Linked DNA regions of Zea mays: region 1 is linked to region 2. Evidence: chromatin contacts called from public Hi-C data. All regions are on one chromosome and are shown on one strand. The core of a region is the stretch at or near the end of the contact, and the rest is flanking DNA. Distances in the headings are between cores, read along the strand shown. Region 1 holds the start of LOC100273963 (BBR/BPC transcription factor). Region 2 holds the start of LOC103638140 (serine/threonine-protein phosphatase 2A 65 kDa regulatory subunit A).

What was found. Hi-C and Micro-C count contacts between places; a contact is called where the count stands out from the background.
Region 1: a contact with region 2 is called in a Hi-C map of tassel, with 3 times the contacts expected there. The contact joins the promoter of LOC100273963 here to the promoter of LOC103638140 in region 2. A contact is called at or near these places in 4 of 25 Hi-C or Micro-C datasets (bundle sheath, ear, leaf and 1 more).

What each region holds. Positions count from the first base shown.
Region 1 is chr9:25,653,644-25,660,051 of Zm-B73-REFERENCE-NAM-5.0, forward strand. It overlaps LOC100273963 (BBR/BPC transcription factor), which reads right to left and starts at 3,429. Exons shown (of 3, transcript NM_001148350.1): 1 at 3,275-3,429; 2 at 797-918. The coding sequence starts at 865.
Region 2 is chr9:26,081,027-26,087,109 of Zm-B73-REFERENCE-NAM-5.0, forward strand. It overlaps LOC103638140 (serine/threonine-protein phosphatase 2A 65 kDa regulatory subunit A), which reads right to left and starts at 4,130. Exons shown (of 13, transcript NM_001347218.1): 1 at 3,983-4,130; 2 at 1,421-1,831; 3 at 267-513. The coding sequence starts at 1,813. It overlaps LOC100273408 (AAA-type ATPase family protein), which reads right to left. Exons shown (of 13, transcript NM_001147845.1): 10 at 6,067-6,083; 11 at 5,904-5,939; 12 at 5,720-5,820; 13 at 5,170-5,520. The coding sequence ends at 5,404.

The DNA.
Region 1 (6,408 bases), core at 2,179-4,678, 430 kb before region 2:
TTGCATCTCTAATAATTCATTCCAAAATGAGGAACAGCAAATGCATTACAGATTTTGACACAGTAACTTGCAAAACAACTTACCAGATATAGTCAGCAAAGATATGACAGAACTAACTGGATACATTGGCCCAGATGCAACCTCATACTCACAAGAAATCTGAGCCTATAATTAGGGCATTTTTGGATCCCAAGAGCTAAAGATCCAAACAAGAAGAGCTAAAAGTGACTAAAATGATAAAAGGTATCAATTTAGTCACTTTTAGCTCTTTCTATTTGGATGTTTAGCTCCTAAGTGACTAAACTTTAGTCACTTTTGCTTTAGCTCCTGGGATCCAAACAAGCCCTTAGCTATACAGAAAGAACAATAAAAGCAACCAAAAATGCACCATCATAACAAGCTTCCCTATGTAAAAAATGCAACATATGAACATTTCAATTATATAATTCTGTAGTGTTTGACTCCTCCCAAAAACCTCTTAGACTTGTTAACCTTAGTTAATAGGTCAATAAAGATGAACTGCTAGACCAGTCGTTAATCCTTTATCTTCCTCTGTTTTAGTATAATCAGACCATAAGCTATCAAATAAAGTTAGAATTATATGCTTTTATGCAGAAAAGGCATTACACTTTTTGGTTGTTCATAGAAATGTTTGGGACACATCCTCAAAATCAAGGTTCAATGCACCAAAACATCCAGTAGTGTTTAGTGATAACAGTTGAAATAGATGCCAATGCCACATTTAGTCTGTTTTTCTGAAATGCTGCATAAGTTCTAGATGGCGAATTACACAAACCTGAGTATGAAGCGCTTTATATTGCTCAGGCCTTTGCCTGCCATTTTCTCTATGCCCAAGGTTGTCCATTATCACAAGCCTGCAGCCAGCAAAATAGGGCAGTAATGATAGCAGTGGATCACCTGCAAAATACAAGTAACAAAAATTAACGACAAAAAAGAATTTTCCAAACCAAAACGTAGCTAGATTATCTTGTCGGAAGTTTATAGCTCCAGAAAATCTGGAACAAGGACGATAGGAAATGCACAAAGGAATAAAGAACATATTATCTCAAAGGTAGCAAGTTCAAACTTCAAAAAAGGAAATTTGTGAGAACAGAAGGCCACAGCAAAATTGGGGATATGGGCAAACAAGAAACTACACGTGTATGGATCTAGGCCCACCTATCACCAGTGGGTATGGCATGGTATAGATCAATGGGTGAATGAGAAAACATTTATATCATGTTAATTATTGAGTTATGACTACAAAAAATAGAAGATCATAGCTATGGATTGACTCCGGATCAAGAGTTCAATGGGACTGCGGCAAAAAAAGACACAAAATATACTAGTCCCTGACATCAGTTGTATACTCTTAGTGACAGGAGGCATGAACAAATGCATGTATAGTGTACTCCCCACAATAGTAAAATAGTGAGCATTATCTAGAAGGGCTTGTTCCAAATGTCACCAGGTGTATATCACTCGTCATATTCACAACAAAACTAACTAAACAGCAACTGGGTTTATGCAGATGCAGTGCCAGCAAAAGCGATCCATGCATGCATCGACCACATATGGTAAGTGTACACTCAGACTAATGGCATAAAGGTTAACCAAACATCTGTTAACAAAGCCATTAACTTGTGAACGATGGCTGTATGAGCTAGCATTATAGATATCGAGTCTGAATCTGAACTTTCACAGGTCTAAAGTACAGAAAATTCTCCAGCTGAAGCAATGTCAAACAATCACCATGTGCTTTCAATCATTTACAGATGGTTCAGTGTGGGGCATGACAACCCTGCCAGACAGTCAAGTGTCTTATCAACCAATGCACATACTATACTATTAAAACATGTTTGGAATTAATATGTACTGGATCAAAAACTCTATTATCTGAAACATGACCTCGATCAGTGGAGGACCCAAAATTTGAACCTAGACATGACTAGCAAAAATATCTCACATTCAAATATGGTATTATCCAAGATGTGATCTGAACCTGGTGGAGACTAAGCACAAGGTACCACGAGGTCAAGGGATGGATGGTCTACAGACTGGAGTACTTAAAGACGTTGGGCATTTTTAGTTTGGACCTTCTAAAACTAACCGGTATTAACAATTTTGGCCAAAATATAGGGTAGGCCTAGTCCTATATGGCCTAAGGCTGGGTCCACCCATGCTCAATCTGGATGGTCACAAAAGTTTTGAAGCAGAATATGCTAGTACGGAAGTACCTAACATCAGTTGCATACACTTTGCAACAGGAGGTATGTAATGCGTACTCCCAAATCCCAACAGTAAAACAGCATGCAATGTCTAAAAGGGTTCTTGTTCCAAATGTTCACCAGGAATTCCAGTGGCTAAGTAGATCATACACCATGTCCATAGCATGGCTAAATGAATAAGAGCAACTGAAAGACGTAGAAGCTTTTTGCAAATCCTATCGCAGCGGCAACTGGCTTTGGGGAGTGCCATAATATTCAAAATGCAATTCATAGATGCACTGGCCACATACGGTATGCGTGCACTCAAACTAATGGCATGCAGGTTTACCGGACACCTGTCAACAAGGCGAAACCGATAAACATGTTTTATCACAAGAGAACTGGCCAAGTTTAAAAGTGATGAACTTGTGAACAACTGTTATCTGTGGAAGAACAATCGGCATGACTCTGAACTGAACCTCTCACAGACCTAAAGCGCCGCAAGGTCTCCAGTCGGCGCTAACCGACAACCCCAACAGACAGTCAAGCCTCAAACCAGTCAATGCTCATGCTGATACTACACTAACCGAACGCCATTGGGACAACAACCCAGCTAGGCTCGGGGAGCTGCAGCGGCTCTAGCTCTGACTACTCAAGCACCGAATCCCAATCCTACCGAGTACCGGCTCCAGCAGCAGCAGCAGATACCGGCGGCACTACTGGTCTGCTGCCACTGCACCATCCAAAAACCTCACTCATAGTCACACCGCAGGCTCAGGGTACCCACAGACGACGAGGACCTCAATTGCCCCCATCCCTGCCTCCTCAAATCAGGCCAGGAGGCCGCATCAGTAACGGAACGGAACCTCAGAGGCACGAATCAGATGAAGCGGTAAACCCTACAACATCTCAATCGGCCGGCCCAAACGCCGCGAGGGGGGGAGGGGGAGCGCTAATCCAATGCGGCCTCCCCCGCGCGACGCTGAAGAAATCGGTAGCAATCGCTGCTGCTCACCGGATCATAAATCGGTCATGGGGTTGGACGGGGGTGGGGGGAGGTTACGCACACTGTCAGCAGCGTGTCCTCCTCTGCTGCAGAGACACTTCCGAAGGACGGGCACGGGGGGGCCGGCTTACCTGCCCCGGCGCTCCGCCGCCGGCGAGCGAGCACCAGCCGCGGGTCTGAGGCGAGGGGAGGCGTGGCTCCGGGGCAGCGGCTGCCTCTGCCTCTCTCTCTCTCTCTCGTGGCCTCGTGGGTTGGAGGAGGCTGCTGGGGATTGGGGGAGTGGCGGAGTGCAGTGCGGACTTGCGGTCCGTGTAGAGTCGGAGGAAATTGTGCGTCCGTGCGTGGGGACGGGATGGCCCACTAGTCAGGGGTAGATGTGTAGAATGGGAGATGGAAAATGCACCCTGCCAATCTAGAGAATTGCCATTATGGAACAAGATATACATGTTTCGACTAAATGGAGCCGTTGTCGATGTCTTCGATCTTTTGGAGACACAACCGACAGACTATGACTGATATGGACAACAATCAGTCATTTGCGTCTGCGGACACCATTTAATTCTCTCCGTGCTCACGCCGTCAAAAACCTGGCGCCGCCGTTTCTTGCTCACGCGGGGTACTTGTCCGTCTTCCCCAATCTAGAAACCCTAGCCGCCGTCTCTCTGCTCCTCTGCGAATGGATCTTCCTCTGAGCTAAGTGGTTGCCGATGCTGTTGAAGCGGCTCGTGCTGCTACCGTCGCGGCTTCGGAGGCGCGATGCGCGGCCATTATTGTAGAGAAGGAGGCCAGCGTTGCGGTTCAGTTCACCGCCATTGTTGTCGATAAGGTCGAAGCAGTTAAGGTCTCATCAAATGTCGTACGTATTATCAAACTCATGCACTCCTATGTTTGTACGCTGTGTTTTTTGTTGCTAGATAGGGTACAAGAACTGTCTCGCGTGGATTTGCAGGGGTTTAGGGTTCAGGGTTATCACCTTCTGCCATGTCCTTTTTAACTTCATCATCTGGTTGTTGAACAGGAAAATATCGATTTCAAGTATCATGTGAACATCAAGAATTCATTGAGATACGCTATTCAAGAAATGAGGAGGCAATCTACATTGTTGCATTCGGTTAATAAAATGTGTTCCACTATCCCAGAAGTAGAAGGTGGCAAGATAGGAAAGGTTTGTGGCCATCTGGAACATGTGTGCAAGATGCTAGAGAATACTTCAATTGTCTGTGAACAAGATTTGGAAACAAAGAATCCGAGTTGGGACCTTTATGACAACCCTTCCGTAGATGATGAACATCCTTTAGATGATGATGAACTTCGTGATGGCTACAGTACAGAAGATCCAGAGCTATGAGAAATTGTTTTTGATGACCTGAAGTGGGAAGAGAATAAAGCTAATGTCTCATTTGATGAGCATTATCGTGTCATAAACTACAGGTTCAAAGAGATATATGATCGTACCATGTACTTGTGAGCTCCTGTTTGGTTTGGATGAAGGTATTTTGTATGCAATGCTCCAAATGTACTATGTAGAACCGTTGTTGTAATGAAACAGTAGCGTTATTTGTCTGGAGCTCCAAATGTATTATGTAGAACCAAAATGCAGTTTTGTCTGTTCTATGTAATATATTTTGTCTGTTCTAATCTCGAATTGCCATTTGTCTGTTCTGTCTGGTGTTTATGTCTGTCTGGTGGTTCTGTTTGTCTATTCTCTCTGGTGGTGGTCCTGTCTAGTGACCAAAAGAATTATGTCTGGTGACCAAACATTATTCTCTTTTCTGTTGGCGACAACAACTTAGTTCATTCGGTCAGGACCTAACACAAACTAGGTTGGCGACAACAGACTGAAACTAGGTTGGCGACAACAGAAACAGAAATGAACTTAGTTCATTCGGTCAACAGAATTGTTCAGGCGACAACAGAAGTTTGTTCATTCGGTCAACAGAAACAAACTTAGTTCATTCGGTTTGGCGACAACAGAAACAGAAACATCTGGTTTGGTCAACAAAAACAGAAATGAACTAAGTGGTACACTTGTTCAGGCAACAATAGAAACAGAAACTAACTGGTACAGTACAACAGACTGGTTCTTCTTAACAGACTGAAACTAACTGGTACAGTACAAAGACTGAAACTAACTGACCAAACTGACTAGTACAGTACAACATAGTGAATTAATGCTGGTTCTTGTGAACACTAATCCTCAGTCTCTTCTTGGGGTTGATCTTCTTAACGAGCCATTTCCTTATTGGTGGTGGAGAAGTTGGTGGAGTCTGTTGGGCTGTTGCATCAGCCACTTGTGAAGTGATTTGTGCACCGACTGGCTCACCGAGTAGAAGACCCAATTGTTTTGGCTGTGGCTGTGATGCAGTTGCCCAAAATTCTTCTGGCTCTGAAAGCTCTGGCTGTGATGTAGTAGTACCCCTTCTACTGTATATTTGTAGTACCCCTTCTGGCTCTTCAAGCTCTTCTAGCTCTGGCTGTTCAGGTACTGTATGTGAAGAAGAAGTATGCAACTCTTTCGGAATCCAATTTTTGGTGGTGTTCTTCCGTGGTTTCCTTTTCCTACTAAAAAATATTCAAACATTTAGTTCATGAGTACTGTCGGAGAGGGAATTCTTCGGCCGGGTGGCGGAATGCATCCGCCCTAAATTCTAAGATGAGGAGGGGCCTAAGCGTTTTGCCTGCTAGATGGAATCAGGAAGAACATAAGAACACATGAGGGTTTAGAGTGGTTCGGACCGCCGGAGCGTAATACCCTACTCCACTGTGTGCTGTATTGAGCTTGAGAGCTTGTAAGTGTGTGTGAGAGTCTAAGTTGGATCTGAGTGAGCCTGCCTTGTAACGTCGTGTGCCCTCCCTTTTATAGATCAAGGGGCACATACAAGGATACTGAGCCCCGACATGTGGGCCCAGGGACAAATGGAAGGAAGCAACTAATGCCTGTAACGCCAGGGTGAACTCCGAGCGCCATAATGTCCGTAGCGCATAAAGTGTCGATATGTCGCCGCAGCTTCCTTGGTAACGCGCGAGTGATGATGAGCATAGTGTATGCCGCAGCACGGGCGTACTGCCTGCCAACGGAATGGACAGGCACGTCGCCTACAGGATGGCTGGTCGCCGCCCGTCAGCAGAGTGGACAGGGCACATTAAATGCTGAGGCGGCATATCGCCTGCCAGTGGAGTGGACAGGACTCATTA
Region 2 (6,083 bases), core at 2,880-5,379:
ATTCAAACATTGCCAAAAAAAACTTTCAAGTTCATAACTCTTTTTATGCCACAAAAGAGAAAAAAATGTTTAAAATTCTCTTTCAACTTTCAGGACCCAAGGATGATCAGAGAAGCAAACGGAAAACTATTTAGGGAGAAATGATACACAAACAGTTATCTCAAACAAGAAAGACAGGGAACAAGAGATGATTCCTGCAACTGCAGGAACCAAATAACAAATGAAGCAACACAACACAGTTCATTGAAACTGTATAGAAAATGTACCATCTTGGGTTAAGTCATCAAATATTGACATTATTTCTGTCTTCAAATGATTCTGTTCAACTGTGGCTGCAAACTTTCCAAGATTTGATGCAGCAGCTCTTCTGACCATAGGCATGTCATCCTGACATAACTGACCATAGATAGTCCTTAATTCTGTTTTCAATTGGTCCAATGCACTTGGATAGGCTATGTGGAAAAGACCACAGGATGATACACGAGCTGTAAACCACTCACCAGCTGCTAGCCTCTGGACAGAGTAAAACATGATAATTTGAATTGATGGATGGACATATAGGTACTAGTAGGACATAACATGAAATAACATGCACAGATTATTTCTAATAATAAATAAGCAAAAATGAACTGGTAAAACTGTGTTAGTATGTAAATCTGCACAGATAAGAGATCAAATAGAAAGTAGCACAAAGGCATGGCATCGTGTGGTACGATAGCAGATGTTATACTTAGAAAATGACACATCTTAATGAATCAATGTTTTGCATATATAATTTGGCATTTTAAGTTTAAGCAATTGCAAGGCTACAACAGAGAAATATTTGATTATCAGTTCATAGGCACATGGTATAGAAAGCAAAGCACCGACAGAATGTAGAAAAATGTTGCTTGACTCAACAGTTAGTAGGTCTAATGTCACACCCTGTATTAAGGAGACGTGCAGAAAGTGGAGGTTGACGGTACGAGAGTGAATGGACCAAACCAAACACTTGATATTTGGCATGCCAAGGATGTTGATGCCCAATCTCAAGGCCCAAGAGTATATGAGAATCTCTAATGACAATTCTTGCTTGCCTTTGATTGATACATATCATATCATTATATAGAGACTTACTTGATGCGTAAGCAAGGTAGCAATAGTATCTTCTAAGTTCTAGTCCTAAACCAAATGAGCCTCCCATACCTCTGACCTCACATATGTGGCCTAGCTAACTGTCTATGACATCTAACAGATCAATAAATCCAATCAGTACAACACATTAAATTACTAAAGCATGGCAAATGTAATGCCACATCTATAGTTGTTGATTGTTTGAGCCAACAAAAGCACATCCACAGACACTAGATGCAGTAACAATGGCAGCATATTTATTTACAATAACATTACACTTAATACTTTACATAAATGAGCCTCTTACCTTTACTACTGGAATGAACCAGTCGACTATGTCAGTTTCCTTCATTTGTGCACCAATACGGCACAGAGATTCAACTGCCTTATCACGGACACAAGTTTCTTCTACTGTACACAATGTTTCCAAAGGGGGAAGCAAAACATGAGCATGTTCTACACCCCCAACATAAGGAATGAACACACCCAATTCCTCAGCCATTGCAAGAAGCACCTCATCTTCATCGTCATTGTTTTCACTAAGAAAGGGAATCAGCTCCTTCCTGGTTCTTTCTTCTCCAAGAGCCCGTGCAATTGTCGAAAGTCTTCTAATGGAGTTTAGACGCAACTGGATGTCCTCATTCTTAAGCTCATCAATCAGTACAGCAATTGGGTACAGAGGCTCATCAATCATAGCCATCAGGTATATCAAGGATTGCTGAATTGGTAAATGAGGACACAGCATTAGAAGCTTTGTAATTATATAAATTCCCAAGAAAAAAAAACTTTAACACAACTTTGGCTGCATAAGAGCATCTCCAACAATATGGCTCGAAACACTACTGTTATGGTCGCTAGATCGGTGAGGGATTGGAGAGGGGGTATCGATGGGCAGGAATGTCGGCCGGGGGCCTCTACCCACGGCCGAGCAAGAGGAGGGTTTCTCCCTTCTAATTCTTGTCTGCTTTATTTCTCATCCATTGATTACATAAATAGGCCGGTTGGCTGCCCCTATCTAGCTAGAGATCCTTATCTCCTAAAAACTCTCAACAAACTATTAACTGATAACCTTCCTAGATAATCTCAACTAATCTTCTAATCTTATCTCTAACTATCCTTATCTAATCCCCCTTAGGGCCCATGGCTGCTGCTACCGCAGCCCCTCTGTGGGCCTCCTTAGGTCCTGACAACTACCCCAAAAATTAAAATGCTACATCATTTAAAGTATTTAGGGCACTAACAACAACTTGGACTCCAACAGTTAAGCCCTAAATCATATATTTTAGTAAATAAATTACATTACATTATTAGGAAAGAAAAGATTAAGGATAGGACGTGAAAGGGCCTCTAGCTGAGTTGGTTAGGTGGTCTGAGTAGCACTCCTCAGGTCCTGGGTTCGACTCCCCCGTGGGAGCGAATTTCAGGTTGTGGTTAAAAAAATCCCCTCGTTTGTCCCACGCCAAAGCACAGGTCTAGGGCTCAGCCCCGGCCGTGGTCGTTCTCACATGGGCTTCGATGCCGCTGTGTATGGGTGGGGCAAGGGTTCGGGGGTTTTCTCGACCTGTGTGAGAAGGTCTTCTTAATACAATGCCCGGGGGCTGTCTTACCCCCCGCAGGTCGAGTTTTAAGATTAAGGATAGGACACTAATCTGGGGTGTAATATATTTGGGTCACTTCATGGTGTGCCCTATATTTTTTCGTAAAAGATTGTAAAATAGGCACTGTTGGAGCTGTTTTTATGAGTTGAGCCCTATATTTCAAAATAGTGCACTGATTTAAGGCACCGTTAGAGATGCTCTAGACAAATAGAAGCAGAATAGAAACAAACGTTTGGTTAAAATATACAAAAAAAAAGATCTCTGATGCCATAACCAAAGAAATAGATGCACCAAACTATTGCAAACTTATATAACTAAAAGTTCCCTGGGATTGGCTTTCTTGAACAACACAAGAATACTACTGTCATACACATGATCCAAATAAAATTAACAAATTCATGTTGACAAGTAGAACATCACAGATTACTTCGAAGAGTCAAATATTCCATAACATCATCTATGGAGGTGAGTCTCAACTACCCAATTAAAAATGACATGGCCTTCAGTTCAAACGATAATAATTGGTTGATCCAGCAAAAAAAAAAAATGCCCCGCAAAGATGCCTATTAAATATGGTTCCAGGAAAGAAACAACATCACTTGGCATCCGAGCATTCTGAGAAATTGAATCAAGTTCAGGCAAATGCTCCAAGTAAAATTTGGCATGAATTGATCTGGTCGTTTGGGGTCCCCAGGGGGTTCTATTTATAGATTTCCTCTTGTTTGTTTGCTTTTCATTCTCACTCAGGCGGCATGGAGAAGATGTTTCTGAAATCTGATCTATGTAACGACATATTCAGCTCCAGAATTAAATTTGCACGTTCGCGGATCCTGAATAAATGAGCGAATTTCGATACGACGAAACGAGGTGAATAGCTGATGCGCACAACGAGACGGGCAACAGACGCCACACGCGATCTACTCATCTACGACACACCACGAGCAACGGTTGATCCAAATCACTAGCTACCGACGTACCTAGCAACCAACGCCACACAGCCTCCGATCCGCGAGAAGAGAACTCAGACTAGGGCGTCGCAATCATTACAAAACCAGCGCAATCGACCAAACAACAGCCCAGATCTAGGAGGGGAACCACACGTGAACGCGCGAATGAAGAAGGCCTGAGCTCCAGACCGACGACGGTAGCAGCGGCGGCGGTATTGAGGGTGCGGGCGTGGCGATCGGAGGTGGTCGAGCGAGCGGGGTGAGGGGCGCAGATCTAGCTGTGGAAGGAGGGGGAGGGAGAAGAGGAGCAGGATCTGAACTGACCTCGCGGGGTCTGGATCGGGCTCTTGCCCGGCTGCTTCGCCGACGGCGTGGGGGTCCGGAGAGGGGGCAGGGTAGGAACGCCCGAGGCGTCGCCGCTGAGAGAAGGGGGCGGGGCGAGGAGCGAGCTGGCGCTGCAGAATGCGACGGGGGAGGAGGGGACGCAGTGGATGTCGAGGCCTGTGGGGCGTGCGAAGTGGGCCTGGGCCTGAAAGGGCGGTCGACCCGTTCTCAGATACGATCCGCTCTTGTTAGTCCTATGGACGGGAGGGAGACTTCGCTTGGGGTTGGAGCCCAGGAAAAACTCAGGCGGCATGGAGGCCCAGCACCCGTCTCACTGGCAAAGTGGCAATACGCAGAGGCGGCAGAGCACTGCGCGTCGAGCAGTGCCTGCATCTCGCCACGTTTAGCTTCTTGAGTTGCAGGACAAGGGGCCATGTCCAATGATTATTTTTGCACTGTAGACAGACTACTGTTTATAGAGTAGAGGCGAAATAGAAGATGAGTAAACTGCTAGAAATAGCCTAATCTGCGTTTGGTAGCACACCTAAACACCCTTTCAACCCCCTCCCCCACAACAATTTGGACACAAACGTGTCCGCACCCGTCATTATTGGGGTTTGCCTAGGGGCTGGAGCAACAAATCGGCCGACAGCCGGCTCCGTGCCTCAAGCTTGCAGCGACACCACCCTAAATTTCAACTGTTTGTTAAAATATATACGAGTCATTAAGCATGTAGGTTTTGTGTTTGTCTTTTTACACAACGACGATACTTCGATTTCGCCCTCGGCGGCCCAGAGCAGCTATGGGCTAATAATAACACATATACGAGTCATTAAGCATGTAGGTTTTGTGTTTCTTTTTACACAACGACGATACTTCGATTTCGCCCTCGGCGGCCCAGAGCAGCTATGGGCTAATAATAACACATATACGAGTCATTAAGCATGTAGGTTTTGTGTTTCTTTTTACACAACGACCGGCTTGTTCGCTGCGGCTTGCTGCGGCTGCAATCCGGCTGCGGCTGCGGCTTCTACAGTATTTTTCTCTCTATGGATTGCAGCTGCAGCAGTCCAAACAGCTGCAACAGTGTCGGCTTGCAGCCTGCCGAACACGCCCGACGATACTTCGATTTCGCCCTCGGCGGCCCAGAGCAGCTATAGGCTAATAATAACACACACTAGAGGTTTGTTTTTTTAAATAACTTGGGCAGCGGCATTTCAATGGGTATACATATAGGGCTGTTCCCAGCATTATATTGTACCTTCTGCTTCTGTTGAAGACGCGCTGTCCAGACTGAGGACGCATCGATGGCCGATGGGCGCGTGTGTGTGTGTAAGCCACCATGTGTGTGTGAGACATAAATCATGTACATCTGGAAATAGGGCCGCTTGATCATCATCATCAGGCAGCGCGCGTCTCCGTCAGCTCGAACCGAATTCCTCGTTCCAGTTCTCCAGCTCGTCCCATTTGCTCTTCTGCAAGCTTGGCCTGATCACCGTCATCGCGTTCTTGAAGTCCTCGTACCTCAAAGGTCGCAGCTGGAGATACGAGATTAGAAACCGAGGGTTAAGTGCTTCGTACACTGACATTCCAAAGTTTCGCTGGGAAACAACCACTTATGTAGGGTATGTTATCTGTAAAGATACTACAGCTAGAAGTCCATTTAAGCTTCTGTTTTAACAGTGAAAAAAACTCAGAACGAGTGAACTTTATGTTCAGACTGTTTAAAACCCGTACCTGATTTGCTTTGATAGTAAGAATATTTTGTGGACCGAGCTCTCTTATTGGCATCATTGCAGCTTCTTCACACAAGGCTCTCAGGTCACTTCCAGAATACCCTACAAACAAAACCGTCAGGAACCAGGACCACATAGCCCATGTTTTCAGAACAGCCATACATACTCGAAAGGAAACACAATACCTTCGGTCTCCACAGCAAGTCTTTCAAAATCATGGTCTGTCAGGAACCAGTTCCAGGTTAGCTACTGTGCCAAACGTTTTTTTTTAAAAAAAAGGCTGTCCTACATATACAGCCACTACGATCAAGCAGTTATCAAGAGAAACCTGGGAACTGGAGCACTTACTCGACAGTTTGAATGAT